2 separate regions of the Mus musculus genome follow, and region 1 is linked to region 2. Evidence: chromatin contacts called from public HiChIP or PLAC-seq data. All regions are on one chromosome and are shown on one strand. The core of a region is the stretch at or near the end of the contact, and the rest is flanking DNA. Distances in the headings are between cores, read along the strand shown.

Evidence for each region. HiChIP or PLAC-seq counts read pairs in DNA pulled down with a chosen protein or histone mark.
Region 1: a contact with region 2 is called in a CTCF HiChIP or PLAC-seq map of CD8 T cells, with 8 read pairs. The contact joins two enhancer-like sites. A contact is called at or near these places in 1 of 15 datasets of contacts at CTCF or cohesin (CD8 T cells), 1 of 115 datasets of contacts at active chromatin or transcription factors (bone marrow-derived macrophages) and 3 of 9 other capture datasets (adipose tissue, liver and pancreatic islet).

The regions. Positions count from the first base shown.
Region 1 is chr10:18,195,466-18,198,549 of GRCm38.p6, reverse strand. The region is part of intron 3 of Ect2l (epithelial cell transforming sequence 2 oncogene-like); the gene reads left to right. Among named protein-coding and RNA genes, the nearest start is that of Ect2l, 14 kb to the left of the region's middle. Within about 2 kb of position 1,284, at least 87 of the 459 cell types and tissues checked have an H3K27ac peak or open chromatin away from gene starts, as enhancers often do. A contact at or near this core is called in CD8 T cells, where this site is marked.
Region 2 is chr10:18,005,933-18,008,858 of GRCm38.p6, reverse strand. No RefSeq gene overlaps it. Among named protein-coding and RNA genes, the nearest start is that of Abracl, 16 kb to the left of the region's middle. Within about 2 kb of position 1,443, at least 24 of the 459 cell types and tissues checked have an H3K27ac peak or open chromatin away from gene starts, as enhancers often do. A contact at or near this core is called in CD8 T cells, where this site is marked.

The sequences.
Region 1 (3,084 bases), core at 35-2,534, 190 kb before region 2:
TGGTGTCTTCGGCCAACAATCCTAACAGAGTGGCATTTCTGAGATGTAGTCCTTTGTCCCCAGACTGACACTCTTTAACTAGTGGACAGAGACCTGGAGCTCTGCCACACCTGCAGAGGGGACTCCAGGAAGTGGCTTATTTCCTATTGTTTGTTTAGGGAGACTCTGGGTATGTTTCACGGACAGTTGGGGTTAGCCACTTTCATTATGGTTTTCATTATGCTTTTCATCATTGCTTTCAAACTGCCCTTTTCCTAATTACCCCTTTCCCTTCTCCTCTGTGTGGGTGTGTCCCCCATGCCCCCTATTCTGGCACTTCAAATCTTTGCGAGGCTAGGCGCTTCCTCTCCCATTGAGGCCAGACAAGGCAGCCCAGTGAGAAGAACACACCCCACGTACAGGCAACAGTTTTAGGGACAGCACCCGCTCCAGTTGTTCGGGACCCACATGAAGAACAAGCTGCACATCTGCGACATACAAGTGTGGGGAGGCTTAGGTCCAGCCCATGAATGTCCTCTGGTTGGTGGTTCAGACTCTGAGAGCCCCAAGGGTCGAGGTTAGTTGACACTGTTGGTCTTCCTGTGGAGTTCCCATCCTCTTCAGGGCCAAAATTGTGAAGATTCTTTTTAAAGAAGATATACTTTCTTATTCTTATATGTGTGTGTCTATGGAGGGGGTGCCTGTGAGGCCTGAAGAGGATGTCCGATCCCCCGGGGATGGAGCACAGGTGCTTGTAAGCTGCTGTACAGTGTGGATGCTGAGAACTGAACTCAGGCTCCTGGAAGAGCTGTAGGTGCTCTTAACCACCGAGCATCTCCGCAGCCCCGTAGAGGCTGCTCAGTAGCTGTCTGACGATCAGGGGGAGGCACATTTCACTGTAGTCATTTTCTGTGATTCCTTTTGCCCTACCTTCCAGCATTCTAGAAAATAGATACAAACAAACAAACAAGACAGACAGACAGACAGACAGACCAAACTTCATTCACATCCATTATCACATTGTAGTCTCAGGGACCATGAACCAAGCAGTTTCAGTTTTGACCACCAGAGGTCACTAGAGATCTTGTGGTACTTTGAGGCTGCTTAACCTGACATTCTGTCCCTAGAAACTGTACCCTTTGGCGCTTGAATGCTTCTTTCTGTGGAATGAGAATGTGGAGCCAACCTGTTGTGTAGTTTTTGTTTTGGTTTGTTCTTTGCTTCCTTTAACAGCAGCTGCGTTCTCACAGAGAGATCAGTGAGCGAGTGAGTCATAGTTCACGCAGCTGCTAACGCGCTCGGGGCTGCCGATTTCACAGGAAGCTGGGTGGGAGTTTTTGGTTTCTAGATTTGTCCTTCTGGGGTCGTCTTTAACTTGTAGTGATTGTTTTTGTTATTGAACACGATCTGCCTAGTCACATGTTTCCCAGTCTCAGGCTTGCATACGTGGGTGGTTTTTACCTGGCCCTCAACTTTCTAGAGGCTCACACTGGGTTAACAGTCTAATCCCATTCGGGCTGTGTTCAATTTTAGTTAGATCTAGAAGCTCGACTCGTTTTTGTTTGTTTGCTTGTTTGTTTTAACAAGTTAATACAACCAGCTTCCCTTAAATGATCCTTACCGAAATATAATTTTTGTGTACAATAACATTTGGCAGTTGAAGGACTCAAGTGAATATTGGCAGAATTTTGTGGTCCTCATATAATCTAAGTTTAACACATTCCACCATTCCCAGTCAATCCCTAGTCAATGATAGTCACTCCTTATCACCTGTCCTTCCAGATGTGTCCAAACACAAGTCTACTTCCATCTCTCTAAATGTACCCCCTCTGGACTCTATATAAATAGAGCCAGGTAATAGGTGATTTTTTTTTGTAGCTTTTTTTTCATGTATTAAAATGTCAAGGTTTATCCATTTTATAGCACACTTTTAACTACTTTCTTCTTGTCAAAAAACATTCCATATTGTGGACTTATAATATTTCATACTGTCACCAGTTGGTAAACATTTGATTTGTTTCCCCCTCAGGCTGTTGAAGATAATGCTACTCTGAACACCTGTATCCGGATTTTTCTAAAGAGGAACTTTTATTTTCCTAGTTTTGTTTTTCTTTAAAATTCCATTTTAGACCAGTTTCTAGGCTCTGTGTATTCATCAGATTTATGTATTTAGTGTATGTAGTGGATGGTGGTTAGGCACGAGCCAGGGCGTGAGTGTGGAGATTGGACAACACCTCGTGGGAATTGGTATCTTACTGCATCACGTGGGTCCAGGTGGTTGAATTCAGGTAGTGAGGCTTGCCAGCAAGTGCCTTTACCTGGGGCCTTTTCTTGACCCTTTTATTTTTCTTAAGCATTCATACAAAAGAGCTTAGAATACTTGCCTCCAGTGTACGAGGGCCTGGGTTCAGTCCCCAGAGTGGGAGAAATGAAAGCTATGAAGTGAAGTATATATTGGGGATTGAAATGAGTGGCTGTAACAGTAACAGAACCATCAAATTTTGGTTATTTATTCAGTGTTTCTTTTTAATCTTCTTATTCCTGTAGTCTTTCTCCTCCCAAATGTAAACATAATAAATATGAAAAATATACATCACTTAACTGCTTGAAGTCTGGGGCGAACTCTACTGTATTTGTAGAACAGTACTTTTTCTCATGACAGAGGCTATGGTTCTGGTCTGTCTGTTTGTTTGTTTTACAGTCTCTCTCTTTCTTTGTTGAAATCCTCATTTTCATATGTTATCTTCTGGTCCCAATTTCCCCTCCTCCAGCTTCTTCCCATCTTCTCCCCTCCCCCACCCCAGCTCCACTCCCATTCTTTCTCTTGTTTGTTTTTTTTTTTTTAAAGATTTATTTATTATATGTAAGTACACTGTAGCTGTCTTCAGACACACCAGAAGAGGGTGTCAGATCTCATTACAGATGGTTGTGAGTCACCATGTGGTTGCTGGGAATTGAACTAAGGACCTCTGGAAGAGCAGTCAGTGCTCTTAACCGCTGAGCCATCTCTCCAGCCCTAGAGTGATTATTTATTTATTTATTTATTTATTTATTGTTTTTCGAGACAGGGTTTCTCTGTCTAGCCCTGGCTGTCCTGGAACTCAC
Region 2 (2,926 bases), core at 194-2,693:
TGCAGTAAGCTTTCAAGTTCTACAACAGGATCTTATGTATTGAAATTATATGGCAATCTAATTATAGCTTGTTGTCAATATGGTAAAAGGCTGTTAATTGAATACTGGCTAAAGATACATACTACTCTTGCATATGCAAATTTATTTTTGTTTCCATCAGAGATGATCCAACCATGCCTTAGTGTCCTAGAGTCATAATTTAAAAACAAGCTAAAAAAGTTGATTTGAGGGATTTAATTGTACCACTTACATCCAGGTTTCCCTAGTGTCTGGAGTATGCCTATGGCTCTAGACAATACTGTGGGGAAAGCCCTTGAGCTGACAAATTATAAAAACATATGATAACCTGGGTTATTGGGTTTATAACCATGGTCCTCTGTGTCTAGAGAAACCCAAGAGAAATGTACCATCTTTAATTTATCTATATGCAAAACCATCTTGGGGTTTCCTTTTCCTTTTAAAAAAAATCAGTTATAAATAACTCTGCAAAGAAAATCAACTTCTCAGGAGGCTTTGCTGGTGAGAAATCAAAAAGCAAACCTGCTTTTCTGGAAGATGACTCAGTGTGAAAACCCCACCTCCTGTAGGCTCTCTCTCTCTGGCAGCCTCAACAACATTTCTTTAAAAAATTTTTTTTCTACATATCCCCCTCTGAGTTACTGTTTGTTTAGATACTTTAATTTAGACAGAATGGAAATCCACTTAGCTATGTGAAGGGGCTAACTCTCAGGGTGGACATGGGACATTTAGTAAGACAGAAGATTTCATGAAATTCATAAAGGAGCCATGAGAGAGTAGCTTGAGATGATGATTCCCTCCTGGAGGGTATCTGAATGGCTTTTGTAACCCCCCCCCCCCATCATTTTGTATCCTTTCTATACCCAAGTACTCTGGAGATCCGATTCTGTAGGTCCAGATGGAGCCCAAGCACATCCATGAGCATCTTTTCACAGCACTGAGGCTGCCACGTTGGTACCACCTCACCATTTTCATAGATTCTAGCTTTCTCTTTGCTTAACTTTCCCTTCTCCCATCTTTTCTCTAACTCAGTTGTAAAAGTAGGGGCTTTTGTATGCCCGCCCTGGCTCTGAATAATGACTTGGAGACTTTTCTATTTATTAAGCTTCAGGCGCTCTAGCTGGGCAGACTCTGAGCTGTTTTAACTACACGATGCTGGCCTGGCTTACTTCCCAGCCCCGTGGCCCATTACCTGCCATCTTAGTCTCTCCTGGCACCTCCCTTTTCATCCGTGTCCCAATAGCAACTCCTTTGGTCCCCACGTGAGACCCTCTCCCTTTCTCCATGCACAGGAGCCCAGTCTTTTGCTCTCTTGCCCGGTTATAGTTCTTTTATAACCAACCAGAAGGTGAGGAAGCACCAGGTTTTACAAAATACTGAGTCATACCAACCAAAGTCTGGAGTGCAACCAGATCTCTGGGTACAGAAATTAGCATTCAGATACACAGTGCACATAAACATCCTCCAACAGTCAGCTTAGTTTCCTATAGTGTATGCCTCTACATCTGACTTCAAATGCCTGAGGAAAGTATTGGGCATCAGGTACAGCATTGCCATTAGATGGGAAAGGTAATTTCTAATTTTTCTGCTGTACAGTGGGCGATAATTAACTGTCACATTAAGTACTTGAAAATAATGAGAAGAGAGGAATTTAAAAAAGAAATGTTTTCACCACAAAGAAATGAGAAGTGGTTGAAGTACTAATCATCTTGATTTAATAATTACACAATGCATGTATTAAAATATCACAGTGTACCCTATAAATGTGCAGTGTTATCATTTGTTCATTAGAGCCAAACCAAAACAGATGCTCAGTAGAAGTCCAAGAGGCTCAGTTTGTATGTAACTGACAACTTTATCTGCCAAGCCACTTGTGGGTCAGGGCCAGCCAAAGGTTGACTGGGCCAGCTGGCTACCCCTGTTCTAGTTAGTTATGGCTGTAGCTGTGGTGAGGCTAGGCATATAGTGGTGGTAAGGTTAGGCCTACAATTCAGAGCGTGGTTAGAGAACTAGAGCTTCTACACAAGACCTCATTGCTGAGATATTTAAAAGGCCTGTAGACTGGGCAAGGAAGAGTGACTGCATTCCAACACACCTTTCCTTATAAAGTCTTCGGGATTTATGAGAGTAATTTATGAGAGTAATTTAGAGGACATGATCACTCCTGTTAAGCAAAAACAAAAACAATAACAACAACAAACAAACTAAAAACCCTTCCCAGTGGTTGCCATGTTTTCTGTATCTGTGATTAAGAAACTATATAATATATAGAATATTCAGATGAGTTTACATCTTAGTCATAAAGACAGCATTTTTATTTTAATGATAAAAGTGTATAAAAGTCATCTATTTCTTTATTCTGTAGACAATGTGGGTACACACAGTTTCCTGGATTCCTTAAAGTGTCCCTTCACCGCAGTGCGGTTTCTTATGGGTGCTCTCAGCCTACAGGTTAGGAACAATTTTGTGGTGCAATAGTACATTCCAGGAATGCTAGATGTGGGGAAGCCTGCATTTGGGTCTGAGGTTTTACTTCTTGGAGAGGTTCTGACATATCTTCTATTTGAACCTGAGAAGTATCTACTGACTGGCTTTATGTCAATATGACAGAAGCTAAAGCCATCTAAAAGGAGGGAACCTCGCTTGATAGAATGCCTTCCTAAGATCCAGTTGTAAGGCATCTTAATTAGTGATTGATGGAAGAAATGCCCATCCCACTGTGTGTAGTGCCATCCCTGGACTGGTGGTCCTGGGTTCTATAAGAAAGCAGACTGGGAAAACCATGAGGAGCAAGCCAGTAAGTAACACCCTTCCATGGCTTCTGCATCAGCTCCTGCCCTGCAGGCTCCTGTCCTGACTTCCTTTGAGGATGAACAGTGATATGGAAGCAAAGCCCAATAAACCCTTT